Regions from separate parts of the Mus musculus genome. Here region 2 is linked to region 1. A link is a contact called in public HiChIP or PLAC-seq data. All regions are on one chromosome and are shown on one strand. Each heading gives the region's core, a stretch centred on a gene start, on an enhancer-like site or on the middle of the called end of the contact. The rest is flanking DNA. Distances are from core to core; before and after follow the strand shown. Region 1 overlaps Saraf (store-operated calcium entry-associated regulatory factor). Region 2 overlaps B930018H19Rik (RIKEN cDNA B930018H19 gene).

The links. HiChIP or PLAC-seq counts read pairs in DNA pulled down with a chosen protein or histone mark.
Region 2: a contact with region 1 is called in an H3K27ac HiChIP or PLAC-seq map of double positive thymocytes, with 5 times the contacts expected there. The contact joins two enhancer-like sites. A contact is called at or near these places in 6 of 39 promoter capture datasets (3T3-L1-derived adipocytes, the C10 cell line, embryonic stem cells and 2 more), 4 of 484 Hi-C or Micro-C datasets (bone marrow-derived macrophages, double positive thymocytes, embryonic stem cells and 1 more), 8 of 115 datasets of contacts at active chromatin or transcription factors (astrocytes, bone marrow-derived macrophages, double positive thymocytes and 5 more) and 3 of 9 other capture datasets (adipose tissue, liver and pancreatic islet).

The regions. Positions count from the first base shown.
Region 1 is chr8:34,160,132-34,166,435 of GRCm38.p6, forward strand. It overlaps Saraf (store-operated calcium entry-associated regulatory factor), which reads left to right. Exons shown (of 6, transcript NM_026432.4): 2 at 1,064-1,242; 3 at 5,010-5,409. Among named protein-coding and RNA genes, the nearest start is that of Mir6395, 3.4 kb to the right of the region's middle. Within about 2 kb of position 3,705, at least 67 of the 459 cell types and tissues checked have an H3K27ac peak or open chromatin away from gene starts, as enhancers often do. A contact at or near this core is called in double positive thymocytes, where this site is marked.
Region 2 is chr8:34,611,646-34,617,589 of GRCm38.p6, forward strand. The region is part of intron 2 of B930018H19Rik (RIKEN cDNA B930018H19 gene); the gene reads right to left. The region is part of intron 2 of Gm34096 (a long non-coding RNA gene); the gene reads left to right. Among named protein-coding and RNA genes, the nearest start is that of Gm34096, 7.9 kb to the left of the region's middle. Within about 2 kb of position 1,601, at least 44 of the 459 cell types and tissues checked have an H3K27ac peak or open chromatin away from gene starts, as enhancers often do. A contact at or near this core is called in double positive thymocytes, where this site is marked.

The DNA of each region.
Region 1 (6,304 bases), core at 2,455-4,954:
CAGTTTATTGCTCAGCGTTTCCAATTGTGTACCAATTATGGAACAGTTTGTAGTATCTAATTTATAGTATACATTTAACTTTTCATAGACCCAAAGCAGGTCTCTGTGTGTACTTGGCTGTGCATGTGTGTGCTGGTGGATGCCAGAAGAGGCCCCAGGCCCCCTGGAGCTGGCTCTTGAGGCACTTTAGGTTGCAAGGCCGATTTTAAATGTGTTAGATGTCTGTTTGATCAGTAAAGTGTGAATGGAGATCTGTGTCTGCTAACAGAAATGACTGACCATGATTATGATTAGGAAATGAAGAGGCCTAGTGAGATAGCCCAGTGAGTAGAGGTTCTTGCCACACAAGCCTGATGAGTTTGAGCTGAACCAGAGAGCCAGCTCCCAGGAGTTGCCCTCTGACCCCACATGTGGACGATGGCATGGGTACCTGCAGCCCCTCACACACACCACTAAAGAGGTTAAAGAGCAATACTTGCTGTATGTTTAAGTTTAATGAGGTAATCTAACAAGGATCTAAACTGTATTTTTGTTGTGCTCTGACTGGGTATTTTTCAGTCTATTGTGTTATCACAGAAATGGGGAGCTGGAGAAAGTAAGACTGGCTTTTAAAAGGAAAAGGTGACATTAGGATGGAACTGTGGGCAACATGACCCTCACTCTGTAATATATTAAAGAAACTAATGAAAGATACACACACACACACACACACACACACACACACACACACGCTTTGTGTAGAACCATCAAAATGTCTATGAATACTACCATGTAGTAGTTTTACATTAGACTTTTTTTCTGTTTCAGGAAAAGTGATGAAGAAGCATCTGGCTTACAGGGATGAGGTTCTCAGTGTGGTCATGGATTTTGTGTGAAGGGCCTGGGAGCCGTTGGGGGGGCTCTGAGTCCTCTCTCTCCAAAGCCAAGAGAGACACTTGACTTTGAGCCTGCTCCTTAGGATGCCTTTCTGTTTTAGTTTGCGGTAACGAGGCGGGTTCTCCTGCCTTTGGGATGTTGACACTTGCCTCACAGGCACTCACTTTGCTGTGTGTTCTTCTTTCAGACAGAATACTCTTGCGGGATGTGAAAGCTCTTACCCTCTACTCCGACCGCTACACCACCTCCCGGAGGCTGGACCCTATCCCACAGTTGAAGTGTGTTGGAGGCACCGCCGGTTGTGAGGCCTATACCCCCAGGGTGATACAGTGCCAGAACAAAGGCTGGGATGGCTACGATGTACAGGTAATAGCTACCACCTCAGCAGCGGTTCCCATGCAGTGATGCTGTGGGGCATCCCATGCAGTGATGCTGTGGGGCCTCCCATGCAGTGATGCTGTGGGGCCTCCCATGCAGTGATGCTGTGGGGCATCCCATGCAGTGATGCTGTGGGGCCTCCCATGCAGTGATGCTGTGGGGCATCCCATGCAGTGATGCTGTGGGGCATCCCATGCAGTGATGCTGTGGGGCATCCCATGCAGTGATGCTGTGGGGCATCCCATGCAGTGATGCTGTGGGGCATCCCATGCAGTGATGCTGTGGGGCATCCCATGGAGTGATGCTGTGGGGCATCCCATGCAGTGATGCTGTGGGGCCTCTTCCTGGGGAGACATGAGCAAACACTGACTTGTGCAAGATGACAGACCAAAGTACCAACCAACCAATTGCTTCTTCATCACAGGTTCTACATAATTATTGCTAAAACAGAAGAAAAGTTTAATATAAAACTACTACATGGTAGTATTCATAGCCATTTTGACGGTTCTACACAAAGCATATATATGTGTGTGTGTGTCTGTCTGTCTGTCTGTCTATCTATATATATATCTTTGCTTTCACTAGTTTCTTTAATATATAACCACCAACACCCAAGTTGGTGAACCAGTGAGTTTCACAGTAGCTGGAAAGCTGGAGCTCGCCATATAACCTACAGCTGGACAGATGGCAGAGTGTTGTTCTAGGCAGCTCAGCTGGTTTGAGAGTATCTCTCGCCGGGTGTGGTGGCACACGCCTTTAATCCCAGCACTTGGGAGGCAGAGGCAGGCGGATTTCTGAGTTCAAGGCCAGCCTGGTCTACAGAGTGAGTTCCAGGACAGCCAAAGCTACACAGAGAAACCCTGTCTCGAAAAACCAAAAAAAAAAAAAAAAAAAGAGAGAATCTCTTAGTGGTCCTTACTGTTTGCATGCATGTCACAAGCTGAGGCCTGGGTGTTTACTTTCAGAGCTTAGCGAGCTTTTCTGCAGGATGGAATGTGTCTCCTGTAGTTGGAACTTAAGCCTGTGTATTAACGAGCTTCCCTCCAAGATGGAGGTTAAGCAGAGTCTCACTCTGTAGGCCTGGTGGCCTGGAACTGGCTGTGTGGACCAGGCTGACCTCAAACTCATAGTGATTTCCTTGCGGCTTCTTCCCAAGTCTTGGGATTAGAGGCATACAGCAACAAAAAGAAAAATAGCATATTATGTAAATAAAAAACATTTGGGCTTGAAAGAAATCATCAAGAAAGATGCCCCAAAGCTGGGTTTGGTGGCCCACGCCTTTAATCCCAGTGCTCAGGAGGCTGAGGCAGGTGGATTTCTGAGTTGGAGGCCAGCCTGGTCTACAGAGTGAGTTCCAGGACAGCCAGAGGTTCATAGTGAGATCCTGTCTTAAAAGCCTCCAAAATGAGCGAGAGAGAGAGAGAGAGAGAGAGAGAGAGAGAGAGAGGGGAGGGGAGGGGAGGGGAGGGGAGGGGAGGGGAGAGGAGAGGGAAGAGAAGAGAGGGAGAGAGAGGGGGAGAGAGAGGAGAGAGAGGGAGAGAGAGAGGGGAGAGAGAGGAGAGGGAGAGAGAGGGAGAGAGAGAGAAAAGAGGGGAGAGAGGGAGAGAGAGGGGAGAAAGGGGAGAGAGAGGGAGAGAGAGAGGGGAGAGAGAGGAGAGGGAGAGAGAGGGAGAGAGAGAGAAAAGAAAAGAGAGGGGAGAGAGAGGGGAGAGAGGGGGGAGAGAGAGGAGAGGGAGAGAGAGGGAGGGAGGGAGGAAGAGAGAGAGAGAAAACAAAAAGAAAGATGCCCTAATTATGCCTCTCCTATACATACATATACTCCTATGTATTCAAGAGAACTAAAGACACATTTCTTCCCCAAATCTATAAAGATATTTGCAGGAATATTCAAATAGCTAAAACCTAGAGACAGCTGGAATGTCCTTTGGGAATGAGTCATACAGTGTAGTCCATTCCTAAGGTAGAGTGTTGTTTAAGTCATTAGGAAGGACAAGGTGCTGCTTGATACTGTAACACGGGTGGGCTTTGAAAATGCTCTGCTGAAGGAAGACAGCAGTTACAGACTCCTTGGAGTCTCCTCACAGGAAATGGCTAAGTAGGGGGAGGTAAAGCAGACAGGGTGGGGGCCAGGAAGGGGAAGTGGCAGCTGTGCACGGGCTGAGGTTTCTTTGGGGATTGTCGAATTACACCTCAGCCTAGCTATTTATTATAAACAGTAAAACAGTGCACCTGAACTTGAAAGAGAATTTGAACAAAACACAACCAACAGAACCGGTTACACTGGCCTGGCTTGTACCTCTAAACCTTGGGAGGAAAACATCTTATCTGTCTACTTAGTTTTTGATGGTGCTGTTGTACATGGATGTTGTACATGCTCAGCCCCTGCCTGCCTTACACTCCAGTCTGAGTTTTGTTGTTTTGATGAGAGATATTTCTGTGTTCCCTGGCTGGCCTGAAACATGGTGTGCAGCCTCAGCTGGCCTTGGACTTGAGCCTTTGGGCAGTCATCTCTGGCTGAAACCCTGTTTTCTCTAGGTCTCTTCTCCCCCCACCCCCCCACCCCCTGTAAAATGTAAGCATCATGGACTCTTTTTGGAGTTTTATAAATATTGTTTTAAAAAAGTTAAAGAAGATTATGTGGGATTAGCCCCTGTAAAGTCAGTCCATGCTTTTAGAAAACGTGCATGGGAAGTTTTGCTTTGCAGAAATCATTAGCTCTTATTTATCTGACGCTTGTTTAACAACCATTTCACTGTGTTCACATCATTTCCCGTTCCTTTTTCTAAGTCCTCTCACACACTCCCCTTGAATTCACGGCCTTTTCCCCTTTAGTTGTTATTACTGTATATATACAATAATATACAATATACATAATTAATATTTAAATACAATGTGCTGAGTCCCTTCACTTTTGCAAGCATGTGTATTCTTAGAACTGACCAGGTGGTATTAGATAACCAGTTAGGGGGTTCTTCCCTGATACTGATTCTTTAATGATTAACATCTAAACCATCTAGCTGTACAGGATGTACCTATGACAACAGTGGCAATCAGGTGATAGTTTGAAGATTTGCCTTTGTTTTATAAATTGTGGAATAACTGACATGTGTTGTCTTAGTTGCTGTAAAGAGACACCATAACCATGGCAACTCTTATAAAGGAAAACATCTAATTTGGGGCTGGCTTACAGTTTCAGTGGTTTAGTCAGTATTATGGTGGGATGCACGGCAGGATATAGGCAGACTTGGTGTGGGAGGAGCTGAGAGCTCTACATCTTTATCTGTAGGCAGCAGAGTCTGTGTGCCACACTGGGCATAGCTTGAGCATAGGAGACCTCAAAGTCCACCCCCACAGTGACACACTTCCTCTAACAAGGCCAAACCTCCTACTAGTGCCACTCACTATGGGCCAGGCATTCAAATTCATGAGTCTATAGGGGCCAAATCTATTCAGATTACTACATCTGCTGGCTGTGTTGGTGCAGACCTTTAATCTCTGTGAGTTCAAGGCCAGCCTTGTCTACAAAGTAAGTCCAGGACAGCCAGGGCTACACAGAGAAACCTTGACTCTAAAAACAAAACAAAACAAAAACAATTACCTCCCCCGACCCCTACAACACGTACAGAAGGATGTGCAATGTGCCATCTGGGGAATAAGGAAAAGCGACAGAGTGAGTGCTCGTGTACCCGCCCGCCAGCAGTCTAAGAAGCACCCAGTAGACCTAGTCTCTGACGTTGACGCTCTCTCTTTCACAGTGGGAATGTAAGACCGACTTGGATATTGCATACAAATTTGGCAAAACTGTGGTGAGCTGTGAAGGCTACGAGTCCTCTGAAGACCAGTATGTCCTCAGGGGTTCCTGCGGCTTGGAGTACAACTTAGATTACACAGAGCTGGGCCTGAAGAAACTGAAGGAGTCTGGAAAGCACCAGGGCTTCTCTGATTATTATCACAAGCTGTACTCCTCAGATTCCTGTGGCTTTATTACCATTGCAGTACTGTTTGTTCTCGCCTTTGCGGTTTACAAGCTGTTCCTCAGCGATGGCCAGGGGTCGCCTCCGCCGTATTCTGAGCACCCGCCATACTCAGAGCACTCTCAGAGGTTTGCCAGTGCCGCAGGGGCGCCTCCTCCGGGCTTTAAGTCGGAGTTCACAGGTATGTTTCCCTGCTCAGCGGGTCCATGGGTGTGTGGGAGCTGGCCAGTCACGTGCCTGGTTTGAAGAGGAGGTTAACATTGCTGACCTACTGAATTTTTAAAAAATCTGTTCTTTTTTCCAAAAAAGATTAAAAAAAAATGTGTCTCCATCTGTGTGTGGGTGCCCATGGAGGGCAGAAGTCAATATCAGGCCCCTGGGACTGGAGTTCCAGGTGGTTTCCTTTAGCCGTCTCATGTGGGTCCTAGAAGCCACACATGGGTCCTCTTTGAGAGCAGGGTGCTCTCAGTCACTGAGCTGACTCTCCAGCCATTCCTTTTCTAAAGAAACATTTAAGAATAAAGATTATGTATGTGCATTATATGTGTGTGGGGTGTGTGGATGTGTGTGGTGCTGATGTGGAGATCGTCAGGGGATAACCAAGTCCTTCCATCTTTATTTGGGTTTTAGGTGGGGATTGAACTCAAAATTGTCAGGGTTGCACTCTGCCGAACACAGGTCACTGGTTCTAAGAGTGTGTTATGGTCACTGTTACTAAGGATGCCTGGTAAATTGTAGGTCATCATTTTAGCTGCAAAGATTTGTTAACAGGCATTATTTTGACTTCTACTTCATACTATACACAAAATAAATTCATTAAATGTTATATAACTTCCTATAAAAAGGAAAAGAACTTGAATAAAATAGAGGAATATAGGTAAAGTTTTCTTGTGTGTGTGTGTTTGAGACAGGGTCTCACTCTGTAGCCCTAGCTGTCTTGGAACTTGACTAGGCTGTATCTGTAGACCAGGCTGGCAATCTCACAAAAGTCTGTCTACTTCTGCCTCCCAAGTCCTGGAATTAAAGGCGTGTGCCACTATACCTAGTTAGATAAAGATTTCTTCAGTAGCAAAAAA
Region 2 (5,944 bases), core at 351-2,850, 450 kb after region 1:
CCAAAAGCAGTATGATTGTGTCACAGTCACTGTTTCACTATGGGGGTGGGGCCAGCCCCCTCAGCCACTCAGTGCTGCTATATGGCTTTGGAAATCCTTCCTAGGAACTCTGTCTAGTCTAAAGCATGCTCACCAACCTTCCTTACTACCCTCTTAGCTATACACACTCTTCATAGATTTGAGTGCTTAAACTTGCTAGAGTGGCTTCTACTGTGGACATCTTAGAATCCTGCCCTGAGTGCTGGCTCAGTATGGCCCCCACTCTTCTCATTCATGTGTCTCCATTCTTCCTTTCCCTGTTCTTTTCTTATCCCTTCTCACTTGGCATAAGGTTGGAGAATAAGCAAATGTCTTAGGTGGGTTTGCGTTGCTGTAAAGAGACACCATGACCAAGGAAACTCTTATAAAGGAGAACACTTAATTGGGGCTGGCTTAGAGTTTCAGAGGTTCAGTCCATTATCATCATGGCAGGAAGCACAGTAGTGTGCAGACAGATATGGTACTGGAGGAGGCAAGAGTTCTACATCTTGATCTGAACAAGAGGAGACTGTCTTCTGCAGGCAGCCAGGAGGAGGGTCTCTTCCATTCTGGGTAAAGCTTTAGCATAGGATCTCAAAGCCCACACCCACAGTGATGCACTTCCTCTAACAAGGCCACACCTCCTAAGAGGGCCAAGCATATTCAAACCACCACAGCAACCTTCTGGTCAATTCAGCAGTTTCACAGAGTGAACTTCTTCATGCATACCCTGGGCAACTGAAGGAGAATCCAGGCACAGGAGGAAAAGACTAGATTCTTTTACATTAGCTGCTGATGGCATAAACTACCTGCTGTGTAATTTGCTCAAAACCGCCTGCCATATCAGCAGTCTGCCTGAGATTGTCTTTGACAAAGAGGCTCCTACCTCAGAAGCATTTCAAACGATTCTAATTCTTAACAGCTACACAATAGGAAGTGGGAGGAAGAGGGGAGAAGGAGGAGGAAGATGAGCCATTAAGAATCACTCTGAAGAGCCAGAGGGAAGGCAAAGAGTTGAGTGGGTGGGGAGGTGGGGAGGATCTGGGAGGAATAAGGGGGAGAGGAAGCCACGATCAGAATATATTGTATAAAAAATATGTTATTTTCAATTTAAAAAGAAAAAAAAAAGACTCTGAAGCCAGGACAGTGGGGCTCATTGATTCATAGATAAATTACAAATACCAACATACCTTGGTCCAAAGCTATGGATTATCTCTGCAACAAGACCCTTGCTGTTCTGTATACTGGACACACAAATGTAAATCAGTCATATAACATTGTTAACTCGGGAGCTTCCAGCAAGTATTCTGCACAATGCTTAATGACAATGCTATTTTCTCTGATAAACAGATGAGAGGTGCAGATCAGCAATCAGATGCCCTGGGTTCTAGACTAATCTTCGTCTCCTCAGAGAGATGCTTCTCGTTAGAGACAGGCTGAGAATCACTGGGCGAGTTTGAGTCAGAGACAAATGAAAGAGGGGGTGGAAAGTTATTCTGCAAATGTTTGATGGTTCCCAAAGGTAAGGAAGGCATCCTGTGATCCTCATGACTCAGATCATTCCCCCAAAGACTTCACAGTCAGGAGTCCCAGAGGGCCTGACTCATCCTGATCTCTTCCTGAGCCCAAGTGGCTGGCCCGCATTGGATGACGGGAACTGTGGGGACTTTATGTAACTTCTAACTTTGGCTCTACCATCTGCTAGCTATACAACCACAAGCAGGTGTCCTCAACATCCTCACCATTGAGGTAAAGCAACGTTTCTGCCTTCTGTGCCTGTCATGCAGATGGAGTGAAAGAGTCTGTCTAAAGTGTCATAGTCGCGTAAGGTTCAATACCTGCATGCAGCAGCCACTCTAAAGAGCTGACAGCTTAACAGTGCCTCCAAATTTTTCCCCACCACCAGTGCTCTGCCCCATGGTTCTGTTCCATCCAACCTTCAAACAATCATCTCTAGGATGGACCAGCAAAAAAGGTCTCTAGTCTGTGACTTACAGTTTCAATGCAACTTCTATGTAATAAGATTTAGCGACACGGACTGCTTATTGTTTATTTAGGGAAGCGTTGGGGGTTGAATACAGGGCCTCACACACACTAGAAAGTTCACCATTGAGCCTCACCAGAGGCCCACTGGATCTTTAAAATGGCCCAGAGAATTGCTGTACTTGTCCATCCACTGAAGCTGTTTGTTGATGGTGCCCCCCACCCCACCCTGTGAGCCCCATACAGGCACTACTAGAAAGGACAGCTTCAGGCAAGGGAGATCGCCATGACTTCTCAGGTTATAGAGAGATGAGAACACATTGTACATGATAAGCCGTTGAAAACACAACTGTTTTTCCGGGCCAAGTACCTAGGAACAAAAGGGTATCTCAAGCCACAGCCAGGGGCATTGGCAGCCTTTGTAGTAGCCGGAAGGATCCTGCCAACCACATAAGAGCCACTTCAGCCCAGCAGATCACACTAAAGTCCTCAGTGTGCCAGGAGCATGGGGCATGGAGTGAAATGGAGCTGGCAGTGCTCATGTACGTGATAATAGCATTAAAGGCAAAGGACATGGTCTCAGGGCCGTAGCTTTCTCCCTGCCAATCGCATTTAAAGGGTCTGCAGAAAAGGGAACTCAGCTGGGATTACTTTGTGGGGCAAGAGGAAACGCTTTGTACTAAGGACAGTGTCGGGCATTTGCTTTACGGCTGGATGGACATGTCAAGCAGCTGGCAGTCCTTGGAGCACATCCTTGCCACCGCCAAGTAGGAACTGCCATTCTCCATGGCTCAACCATGAGTCCTCTCTAAGCCAGGAGCCAAGACTGTGTGCTGACAGACACTAGCTAGAGGGCTCGGGCACGTGTCATAGCAAGCTCCATGGCTAGCAAGGGAGCAAGGCAGCATCAAAGCCCTGTGACTTTTCTGGAAGTGTGGCTATAGCACCTATATGCAGTTAACATTCAGAAAGGAAAAGGAAAAAAAAAAGTCAGGAAAGGAGTAAGGAGAAAAGACGAAATCAAACAACATTCTTGGCATTTTTCAAACATCTGTGAAATCCTCATCATTATTTCTGATGTCAGTGTGACTGGGTTTAATAACTCAAAGAGGTGTGGATTCCTTTTAGAAGCCACATGCAAATGTGGCCGAGCTGACTAATCGACACACATAGCTATCTCCTTAGCTTTAGCGTTTAGCATTTTGACTGAAAACTCTCTTTACACACTTGCAGGCCATGTGTTATTGCTATTAGTGTTTCTCAAAACAAGCTGGAGTCAACCTCTTACTGCAATTCCCATTTGTAGCAAACCATCCCAATCCTAAATAGAGCAAGCCGGGGGGTGAGGGCACAGCCTTGACCAGGAGGAGCAGAGTATGACAGTATCGAAAGCTTTAATAAATATTAAATCCTCTTTTCCCCTTTTTTTTCAATATCCCAGCAACTGCAGCCCAAGATGCAGCAGGTAACAGAGCTGCAGCTCCCCAGTGCTGCTCTCACCTGGCCCTCTGCACTGAACAGGAAGCCACAGACTCCACAGGGCCTCCCCAGCCTGTGGATATGCTGTTGCTCACAGGGCAATCAGCTGCCGAACATGAGGAACTTGGGGACTCTGCTGTCTGGTCATCTCCTCACCTGTGAATGCCTTTCACCCCTGGGAGTGATCCTTGGCTTGCTGTTCTCCCAAAGAGCTCTAAACACCCCCCCCCCCGTCTCACTGGCCAGCGGTAGGTCTCTCCAGAACCCATCTTACTGTAGGTCCAAATATACCATCCTAGTACTGCTTGTAAGATCTGTATCCCTCCAGCTCGAATTGCTATAACTAGGCTGGTTCCCAGCAGACATACAATCGTGCCTTGGTATTGGTATAGAGGGTGGAAGTGGGGGAGGGAGATTGATTCCAGGACATCCCACAGATACCCAAATCCCAGATGTTTTAGTCCTTTGTATATAATGGCATGCATTTTCACAGAGCCTACACACTTCCTCCATATACTTTAAATCATCTCTAGATTACTCACAATACCTAATACAAAATAATCCTTTGTAAATAGTTATTATACTGGGGAGACAGAACCTGTAGAGACCATCTCCAGTAGATAGGTATGCCCCCCCCCCAGTTAAAGAATAGGTCCACCCACCCATGTCAAGAAGTTTAACCCAGAATTGTTCCTATCTAAAGGAAATGCAGAGACAAAAAAAAAGAATAGAGCAGAGACTGAAGGAAAGGCCATTCTGAGACTGCCCCACCTAGGGATCCATCCCACCTGCAGACACCAAACCCCAGTAGTATTGCTGATGCCAAGAAGTGCTTGCTGACTGGAGCCTCATACAGCTGTCCCCTGAGAGGCTCTGCCAGCATCTGACAAAAACAGATGCAGATACTCACAGCCAACCATCGAACTGAGCCCAGGGAACCCAATGGAGGAGTTAGGGTAAGGACTGAAGAAGCTGAAGGGGATGTGCAACCTCACAGGAAGAATAACAATATCAACCAACCAGACACCTCAAAGCTCCCAGGAACTAAACCACCAACCAAAGAGAGCACACGGAGGGACCCATGGCTCCAGCTACATATGTAGCAGAGGATGGTCTTATCTGGCATCAGTGGGAGGGGAGGCGTTTGCTCCTATGGAGGCTCGATGCCCCAGCATAGGGGGATGCTAGAATGGTGAGGCAGAAAATGGGGGAAGAGCATCTTCATAGAGAGGGGAGGAGGGATGGGATAGGGGGGTTGCTGAGGGGAAATGGAGAAGGAGGGCAACATTTGAAATGTAAATAAATAAAATAACCAATAAAAAATAGTTATTTTACTGTATTACGTAGGGGATGATGACAAAAAATAAAGGTGTGTACCTGTCTGCACAGATCCTACCATTGTATGAACTCTATAGTGCCTGACCCAGAGTTGGTAGAATCTATAGGAGCTGGATCTACAGATACCAAAAGCCAGTTCCAGCCCTACTGACACAGTTAAGCTAGACACTCCTTTCTGACCTCCATCACTTATTTCTGCGTGCACACACACAACCCTAAGTATCTTAGCTCTTCTAATGTGTACTCAAAGATCCTCTACTGAGTCTTTCTTCGATGTAAAGTAACTTGCCCAGAGTCCCCAGTGGACAGAGGCGTGTTCATTCTCGGGTCAGGGACCACCAGGACTATGTTACTGAGATGCTAAGATAACCCAAAAGTGCATGTGGGCTCTTAAGGCAGACATCTAGAGAAGACTCCAGGAGGAGGTAGGACTCAAGCGAGAAGCTGAAACTCAAGTCAAATGGGTCACAGAGGATGGAAATAGAAGACAGGAACTCCAAGTTTGTCTGACTCTAAATGCAGGGCCAAGGGATGACAGATCCCAGAGCCTGGCTCTGACCAGGTTCTTCGCCATGTGTTATTTCATGTAATACTAAAACCGGCCTTATGGTTGGTTTCCAGTGATGGTCTGTCACGGGATGAGAAAACCAGAGTGTTGGCAAACAAGGCCACAGTCTTTATTGACATGGTAAGTTGAGGTGCTTTCTCAGCTGATGAGTCACGGTGGGGGGTTAGGCAAATGTGAATGGAAGAAATGAAGGCATATAGATTTCTGGAATCTTGCATCTCAGCGCCCTGGATTCCACACTCCAAAGCCCCCTTTGGGCACTGCCATATCTACAAGATGGCAGAAGAAGGTACCACATGCCCAAATCCTAAAGAGTAGGCACTGGATTTAAAACAATTGAAAGCCTCTTTAAAGTGTGTGTGTGTGTGTGTGTGTGTGTGTGTGTGTGTGTGTGTGTGTGTGTGTGTGTGTGTGTAGGTCACAGAACCATATTGCTGTGTCAGCTCTCTGCTTCTATTTTTACATGTTTTCTGGAGCTGAACTCTTGAACAGACAAGCACCTTTACCTTCTGAGCTATCTTGCAGGATTGACAGCCTCTTGGTTTTGTTTTGTTTTGT